Linked DNA regions of Sus scrofa: all the other regions are linked to region 2. Evidence: chromatin contacts called from public Hi-C and HiChIP or PLAC-seq data. All regions are on one chromosome and are shown on one strand. Each heading gives the region's core, a stretch centred on a gene start, on an enhancer-like site or on the middle of the called end of the contact. The rest is flanking DNA. Distances are from core to core; before and after follow the strand shown.

The links. A called contact is a pair of places that touch in the nucleus more often than the background predicts. HiChIP or PLAC-seq counts read pairs in DNA pulled down with a chosen protein or histone mark.
Region 1: a contact with region 2 is called in an H3K27ac HiChIP or PLAC-seq map of skeletal muscle. The contact joins two enhancer-like sites. A contact is called at or near these places in 1 of 47 Hi-C or Micro-C datasets (embryonic fibroblasts) and 2 of 2 datasets of contacts at active chromatin or transcription factors (alveolar macrophages and skeletal muscle).
Region 3: a contact with region 2 is called in a Hi-C map of retroperitoneal adipose tissue, with 1.8 times the contacts expected there. The contact joins two enhancer-like sites. A contact is called at or near these places in 7 of 47 Hi-C or Micro-C datasets (embryonic fibroblasts, fibroblasts, heart right ventricle and 3 more) and 2 of 2 datasets of contacts at active chromatin or transcription factors (alveolar macrophages and skeletal muscle).

What each region holds. Positions count from the first base shown.
Region 1 is chr1:77,665,490-77,668,189 of Sscrofa11.1, forward strand. It overlaps a transcript of FYN not described here. Among named protein-coding and RNA genes, the nearest start is that of FYN, 24 kb to the left of the region's middle. Within about 2 kb of position 1,317, at least 15 of the 83 cell types and tissues checked have an H3K27ac peak or open chromatin away from gene starts, as enhancers often do. A contact at or near this core is called in skeletal muscle, where this site is marked.
Region 2 is chr1:77,945,107-77,948,050 of Sscrofa11.1, forward strand. No RefSeq gene overlaps it. Among named protein-coding and RNA genes, the nearest start is that of WISP3, 59 kb to the right of the region's middle. Within about 2 kb of position 1,260, at least 13 of the 83 cell types and tissues checked have an H3K27ac peak or open chromatin away from gene starts, as enhancers often do. A contact at or near this core is called in retroperitoneal adipose tissue and skeletal muscle, where this site is marked.
Region 3 is chr1:77,688,009-77,690,803 of Sscrofa11.1, forward strand. It overlaps a transcript of FYN not described here. Among named protein-coding and RNA genes, the nearest start is that of FYN, 47 kb to the left of the region's middle. Within about 2 kb of position 1,368, at least 19 of the 83 cell types and tissues checked have an H3K27ac peak or open chromatin away from gene starts, as enhancers often do. A contact at or near this core is called in retroperitoneal adipose tissue, where this site is marked.

The sequences.
Region 1 (2,700 bases), core at 67-2,566, 280 kb before region 2:
CCCCAGGAGAATGAAAGCTCCGTGGGGGCTTTTCCTAACTGTTCACGGTGTATCCACAGAGCCCCAAACTGCCTGGCATAGAGTGACACCCAGGAGATTGATGCTGAATGAACTGGGGAGATGCTTATGGTCTATATACATATACATGTGTATTCACATTAAAAAAAAAAAAAAAAAAGGACTGGGAGCACACAGCACAAAAAACATCTCTGGATGCTGAGATTCTGGATGGTTCTCAGTTTCCTGATTCTGCTTACTTTCATTTTGTGCAATGACAAATGTGCTACTTTAGAAATAATGAAAACACAGTTGTCTTACTCTACTTTTTAGAAAAGGTCACTAAGAAAATGCTGCTTGGACACAGCTGGATTGAGACCAGACCACAAGATGCCAGAAATGGACGAGATCTCAGAGGATGATGGGGTGGCGAGGCCCAGCCTGGAGAAATGGCTGCTGGCTTATGCAACAGAATACGAAAGACGCTAGTCTGCTGTTCTTAGCACCACACCAGTGGTTCTCAAACTTCATGTGAGAATGGTCTGGAACCCTTGTGCATACACAGGCTGAGGGGCCTCGCTGCAAAGTTTCTGCATCAGTAAGTTTGGGGTGGGGCCTGGGAACATGCATTTGTGACACGTGCCCAGATGATTCCAGAACTGCTGGTCCAGGGTGGCACTTTGAGAACCATGAGGCTAGGCCCTGCTGCCTCTCATGACTCCCATAGAACTTATTCTCCCTTATTCTTTTTGTAGGAATGATAGTGGTTAAAACAATACCTCCCACCAAAGAATTCATAGGAAACCTTATCTTTTAGGCTTCCTCCCAGAAGTTTCCACTGAAAAGAAGGAAAGGGAACAGGGATAAACAATTTTGAGACCCTGCTGTACACCAGGCATTGTGCTAGGTCTCTACATTTTCTTTGTTTGATCCATTTTACTGTAGAAAACCTAAACTGATTAAGGAATTTGCCCAAGAGCACACTGCGAGGAAGTGATGAGGTCAGGTTTCAAATTCATGTCTCTTTGACTATAACGACCATTCTCCAGCCTTCAGAACAGAATGAGGAGCTATCACGTGTGGCATTCAGAGGGGCAAATCAACGCCTCCCAGCATGGAAACAAACACCCGCAAAAAACAATAACATGATGTTACTCTCCCAACAATATGGAAGGTGGACACACCAGTGTTAACAGCCAGCCTTTCCTCTGGGCCTGAAGCCAGGGTTAATTCACTGACACGATATTCTGGAACTTCCAACCCCAGAGTAAAGATGATTTGAGTTGATGCCCAGCTCACTGCAAGTCATCTGTGACATAAGTGGGAGAGGGAGGATTTCTCATCGATGTCAGCTTCCAACAAAGGGAAGAATTAATTCCCACATGTTCTGTGGTGCAAGAACCTAACGGACCTTGTGGTTGAACAGAACTGTCCCACTGTTTGAGGAACTGGAATTGAAATCAAAGGCCAAAAGCCAAATACAAATACAGGAATGTACTATTTGCCATTTCATGTCAAACAAAAACTAGAAACTAGTGATTATTTCCTTTCTTTTAATTTTTTTAAATTAATTTTTTTTTGTTTTTGTTTTTTAATATTTTGTCTTTTTAGGGCTGCAACTGCAGCTAGGGGTCGAATAGGAGTTGTAGCTGCTAATCTACACCACAGCTACAGCAACACGGGATCCAAGCCACATCTGCGACCTACACTACAGCTCAAGGCAATGTCAGATCCTTAACCCATTAAGCAAGGCCAGGGATGGAACCTGTAACCTCATGTATGATCTATTTGTTTTTGCTGAGTCACGATGGGAACTCCCCTTTCCTTTTATTGATGAGGACATGAATAGGGGACAAGACAGTCTGGGTGACAAGGTCACAACACTTAGAAACCCCGACACAGTCAATCAAGTTACACTGTTACACACTGTGGTCACACTTGACTCAAGTTTGAGAAAATTTTATAGCCCGCAATTACAAAGGGACCTGATATTCTTTTAACATCATAGTTTTGAGAGGAATTCCAAATTAAGAACAAAGTTAAACATCAATGGGTCATTTCAGGATTGACAATGAAAAATGTGGTTTTATCTGCTCCTCTGGATTTCTTATTTCACTTTGTGATTCCCCCCACCCCCATATGTTTTATGCCAGATTCCTGAAGCAGCTGCATAAATAGGTTTTACATGAAAACAAAAGGAAATACTTTCTGTGTAATTCTGGCTGTAGGATCAGAGGAATGAGGGCTTCCACCAAGGCAGTTCATAGGGCTGGTCCATTCCCCGAGGACCTTTGGTCCCTCTTCTTTCAGAGGCTCATTTTCTAACTGTGACCATGGAAAGGTCTGTACATTTTGGCTAACAAAGCTGGCCAGTGGAGACCTTGAAAGATAAATGGGTAAGAGGGAACAGGGTAGAGGGGACTTTATTTTTTTTTTTAAGGGTAAGCAGATCCCATAACTGGATACCTAAGAGCAGTTAAAATTTGATATAAGGAGTTCACACTGTGGTGCAGTGGGTTAAGAATCCACAGCAGAGGCTTGGGTTGTTGCAGAGGCATGGGTTCCATCCCTGGCCTGGTGCAGTGCATTAAAGGATCTGGTATTACTACAGCTGCAGCTTTGATTCAATCCCTGGCCAGGGAACTTCCAGATGCCTTGGGTGAGGCCATAATGAAAAAAAAAATTGATATCAAAGACAACTTT
Region 2 (2,944 bases), core at 10-2,509:
CGTTAACGACAACCACCACGGGAACTCCACGTGCTCTGCCCTCAATGCTGAATCGTACACTGTCTTGTAGCAGTGGCTGCATGTGTCATGACCCTACGTCACCATTTACAGTCAACTTTGGATTCTAGAGTAAAGGACAGAGTGGGAAGGCAGCAAACACTAAATAAACATTCATGACTTGTCTGGAAACAGTACCACCTCTGACTTTTACATCAGCTCCAGCCTCCACATCGCCTTTGGGATCGGTCTGTGTTGGTGGAATGGAAACTTACTAAGTCAGGATTAAAGAAGGAACAGGTGGACATAATTAGGAGAATTAGGAAAGGGATCCTAGGAGTCAGCCAGCCTGCATCCTGGTTCATTGATAATGGGCTTTGATTAGAGTAGTATCCCTGTTTGAGTAGCAGCTCTAGAAATCTCAGCATCAAGAGAGGCTGTGATTGCTTACAGTGTTATCTGCTTTATTGTCATTCTATTCCTTAGCTGTTTTATATTCTGGGCACAGAACCAGCTGGGAAGGATACCAACCCAGTGGCGTCGGTGGTGGTGGCTAGCTGCAGGTACCGTCTGCGTTAAAACCTTAGCTTTTATTCAGGTCCTTCTTATTGTACGTGATGGGTCACCTGGAAAGAAGTGATGCCACTGGGAAGTTGGGGTGGGGAAGGCATCGGGGAGTGTTTAAATGTCACAAGTAATGTAGTACTTTACAACTCTAATTAATGCAAAGCATCTTTAATAATTTGCTTTTTTCTCTTTTTTATACTTCTGTCTGTCTAATGAAGGGCAACGAACTTGCAAGCCTCTGCATCCTGGCACACTCCACCTGGGTGTAACCAAGCCGATTTTCCTGCCGCCAAAGCCTGCAGGTTCTCCCCCTATGGTGGAGATGCGAGGGGGTCCAGCCGGCGGGAGGTGAGGTTGGAGTGTAATGAACAGCGACCTCTAGTGTGTGGTTCAGGACTTGCGTTTGGCTAAGAATACAGAATGAAAGCAGCAGAGCTGGGCATTTCTCAGGAAATTCCCCACAAACAAAGGCGAGATAGACGTTTCTTCACTGTCTTGAAGCTCAGGATTGAAGCGTTGTTTCACTTGCACCGCGCATGATGCTCCGTGCTGGAGATGCTAGTCAAAATGTTGCCTTTTTATTTCTCTGGCGTATTTCCTCCAAATGGATCATTGGAATTTGTTTTTCAAAGCCTCCTGGGTTGCCTTTAGCGTTCACTCAGGATAGCATCAACGTCTCTGACTGTGGGGTGTGGAGGCCCATTGGGGAGAGGATTGAGCTGGGCGGATGGAGAGAGGAGTCAGAACGGGGGCAGGCAATGTGTGGGAACCGTCAGGGGACCCTGATCTTCTTCCTCGTGACAGCGACTTTCAGAGGGTGGCTTCTAGCTATCAGCTATTGAAGACTTCTTTTCCCTGACCTGTTCTCGCCTTGTCTTCTGGAGCCAGGTTCTGTGTCTCAAGGGTGAAGTTCAGGCTAAGTTAGCTCACAGGCTGCTGGCATTCATTCCCTCTGAAGAACAGGTCCATGGGCTGATGTCCAAGCTATCAGGAGCCAGGAGAACAGTCTTCAGAGAAAGGCTAAAATCACAGTTCCTGGCCCATGACTTTGCTGTTTTGTGATGGGAATAGGGGTTTGAGAGTTGGGGAGGGAATACATTTTCCTGTAACTTCAGCCCAGTGAAGGTTCATAGATTCACAGGATATATTTGCAGTAATAATTGGGCTTGCCCTGCTACTACCTTTTAACAAAGCTTCAGTGTGGAAATGCTGCACTTTTGCAGTTGTTTTTAGAGCTGTGAGCACATCGGCATGCTTGGGCTTTCCTGGTTTCATGACTATTTCCTCCTCCCTACATTTTTAGATCAAGGACCTAAGTAGGTTTTTTAAAATTTTATTGAAGTATAGTTGAGTTACAATGTTGTATTAATTTCTGCTGTACAGCAAAGTGATTCAGTCATACATATATATTCTTTTTCATATTCTTTTCCATTATGGTTTATCACAGGATTTTTTTTTTTTTTTTTTTTTTGTCTTTTTGCCCTTTCTAGGGCCACTCTGTGGAGGTTCCCAGGCTAGGGGTTGAATCGGAGCTGTAGCCACCGGCCTACGCCAGAGCTACAGCAACACAGGATCTGAGCCACGTCTGCGACCTACACCACAGCTCAGGGCAACGCTGGATCCTCAACCCACTGAGCAAGGCCAGGGATCGAACATGCAACCTCATAGTTCCCAGTTGGATTCGTTAGCCACTGTGCCACAATGGGAACTCCTATCACAGGATATTGACTATAGTTCCCTGTGCTATACAGTAGGACCTTATTTATCCATTCTATACATAATAGTTTGCATCTACTAATCCCAAACTCCCAATCCTTCCCTTTCCACCCCCACCCTCTTGGCAACCACTGGTCTCTTTTCTCTATACCTGTGAGTCTGTTTTTGTTTTGTGATTTGTGTCATATTTTAGATTCTACATATAAGTGATACCAATGGTATTTGTCTTTCTTTTTCTGACTTACTTCAGTTAGTATGATAATCTGTAGGTCCATCCATGTTGCTGCAAATGGCATTGTTTCATTCTTTTTATGGCTGAATAATATTCCAGTGTGTGTGTGTTCTTCATTGTCTGTTGATAGACATCATTTAGTTGCTTCCATGTCTTGGCTATTGTAAATAGTGCTTCCAATGAACATAGGGGTGCATGTTGCTTTTCAAATTAGAATTTTTCTCTGAACATATGCCCAGAAGTGGGATTGCCAGATCATATAGCAACTCTATTTTTAGTTTTTTGAGGAGCTTCCATACTGTTTTCCATCATGATTTTAACAATTTACATTCCCACCAAAAATGTGGGAGGGTTCCCTTTTCTCTACACCCTCTCCAGCATTTGTTATTTGTAGACTTATTAATGATGGCCATTCTGACCAGTATGAGGTGA
Region 3 (2,795 bases), core at 118-2,617, 260 kb before region 2:
AAGTTTGTTGTTGCTGAACTTTTGCTACAATCAACCACAGGATGGTATTTAAATTCAAAGCACCACCTGATCCAACTGAGACCCCTAAACTCTTATTCTGTATTTGGCTATATCTATCAGCAATGGGGCTCGGTCTGCTGGTGTTTTTAACAGTCGTAGAGAAGCATGCAACAACACATCCAATTCTTTTCTTCTTGGGGGTTGATTAACTGCTTTTGAGGGAGTGACACTACAAATAAGATGAAACTTCATAAGGAATTTCCTATATGCATTTGGATTGGCCTAGGCAAGTCACTTCAGGAAAACAAAAGAGTATCAGAAAATACTATGGTATGATGTTGCTTTGTAAAATACATAAAACTTGAATTTATTGGAAACAACCAAAATGAGCAAAAATAGGAGACTGGCTTCTTTTGCGACTAATTAAATAAACTATGGTACAGTCCTATAATGGACTAGGATACAGCACTAAAATCGTATTGTCAATTTATTAACCTAGAAAAATATTCTTGGTTTATTGTCAAGTTTAAAAACAAGGTATAAAGCGTTAAAAGTAAAATTTGAAAGTAGTTTTAATAATTTACAAATTTGTATTGGGAAAGCGTATTGAACAAAATACTAACAATGTGCCTACTGTCTCTGTGTGATGGAATAAAAGGTGGCTTTTGTTTTGTTCTTTGTGATTTCATTATTTCCTAAGTTCTTGACACTGGGTGGGGGGGTGTGCTAACGGATATTATTTTAAAAAGTCATCATAAGGAAAATACCTAGAGTTTCCAAAGGTCTAAAACACAAACTTTGTTTCATGGCAGCCAAAACAACCAATAAGAACAGTGTCCTACCGACAGCCTTACTAGAGAATATTCTTTCTTGCTGTTTGTTCTGCCTCCTGGAGAGGCAGTATCTGGCCTCCAGGAGACAAGGAAAAGGTTCGGTGCCCAGCCTAAGGCGGCATCTACTTCCCTTAGTTTACTCTCACACCATCAGTGACATCCAACCTAGTTCAGCTCGTGGGGTGGCAGGACATCAACAAGAATGCTGGGCATAAACAACAATTCCATTTGCTACCTTCAGTGCCCTGCTCAGCCATGTTGCCAGCCTGGCTTCCACGCCTTCCACACTGGCGCTCCCTGGCCCCCCGCTCCCATATCTCTGCCAGCATCTCCCACTGGCCCAACACAATCCCACCCACGATGGTACACAGCTCCACGCAACTTGCCCACGCTCTCCCCATGTGTCCTCCACGTGCCAAGCCCTCGCCAGTCTCACCCTCCAAGGAGCCTTCCTCAGCAAATCAGGTTACACTGGTCCCCGAGCCTCTCCATTCCTGGGCTTGTCCCCAGCCCTTGGTCATTTGGGGGTGGGGCATTCACATTATTTCACTATTTCCTGTGTGTGGGAGAGTCTCTTAAGGGAGAGGGCCAAGTCCTGTATCTTGCTGACTCTCCCCATCGCCTTCTCTAGCTCCTACTGCTGCAATATGGTGGGGTTTTAAATCCAGAAGACACTTTCCAGGCAGAGTGACTTCACCAGCACTTTTCCCCACAATTTTATGAGCAACCTCTTTCTTCTTGTCTGCTTGGTGGCCTTCCCCCCCACCCCCAATTCCTCCTTGTCCCATCTTGAGCGGAGAATGGCATGTTCCCTACTCACCCTTTGCAGCCTATATCTACATGATTTCCTGATATCTTGAGCTCTCCTTCAGCTGCCCTAGAGGACTGGTAAGTCCCAAGTGCAGAAGATCACGTCCTCTCGCCCCAGGCAGCCAGGTAGCCCGAGGCTGCTGCACCCTCTGTGCCTTCATTTATTCACCCACCTATCCAACACCTAGTCACCCAGTGCCTGCTGTGTGCTGTCACATAAACCCATAGTTGTAGGTCTTCTTTCCTCAGCTAGATTGGGAACCCTCTGATGGCAAGGGTTGTCTGCTACAATATTTAAATGCCACCAGAAAACCCGTGTGCTCATAAAGTGTTTAAAAAACATATAACTGATTGACTGAAACGAGAAAGAGAAAAGGAACAAGGCAGAAGCTTACAGATTTCGATCTACCACCCTCCCCTTCATGGTGTGACTACAGAGATGGTGTAAAGACAGGAAAAACACTGACTAGCAGAGTGAGCACAGCCGTCATTTTTTTTCTGAGCCTCTGCCCAGACCAAATGAAATGGTGATGTATGCGAAAGCGCCTAAGTTGCAGAATATTTTACAAATACAAAGCGACGACACCACCATCGTGAAAATGCATCATCCATACCCCGGTGTGGAAAGTTTGACTCCAAACAATAAGCAACAAAGTCACCCTGTCTTGCACATGCCTGCAACCAGGAGCAAAAACACACGACTTGGGAAAAAGAGCTGACAGCCTGACAAAACCCAAATGGAAAATAAAAATGAGCAAGAACAGCCACACACCAAAGAGAGCAAGCCTGCACTGCTTGGAGGAAGAAATCCTCTAACTGCCTCCACATGCCTGCTCGCTTCCATCTGCTTGCATTCAAGCCCAAGTCCCAGGAAGAAGAGAAATGCGAACCAAGTGCCTGGATGGCTGCAGCAGGCAGGACCCACTGGGATCGCGGAGGTGCACAAGCAAGGCTAAGCTGCAAGTCCAACAACAGATTTACTGTCTGTTATGCAAAACTAAGCAAACACTCTCTCCCGGTTGCAAGACGACATGAAAGAATAAGAGACGTCGTCTTCGGGAGGAAGGCGGCAGCAGTGTGCGTGTGTGGGCAGGAATGCTGCAGCGGTCCACCCATCCCTAGCAGCCTCAGGGCCTCCTCTCTGCACCCCCC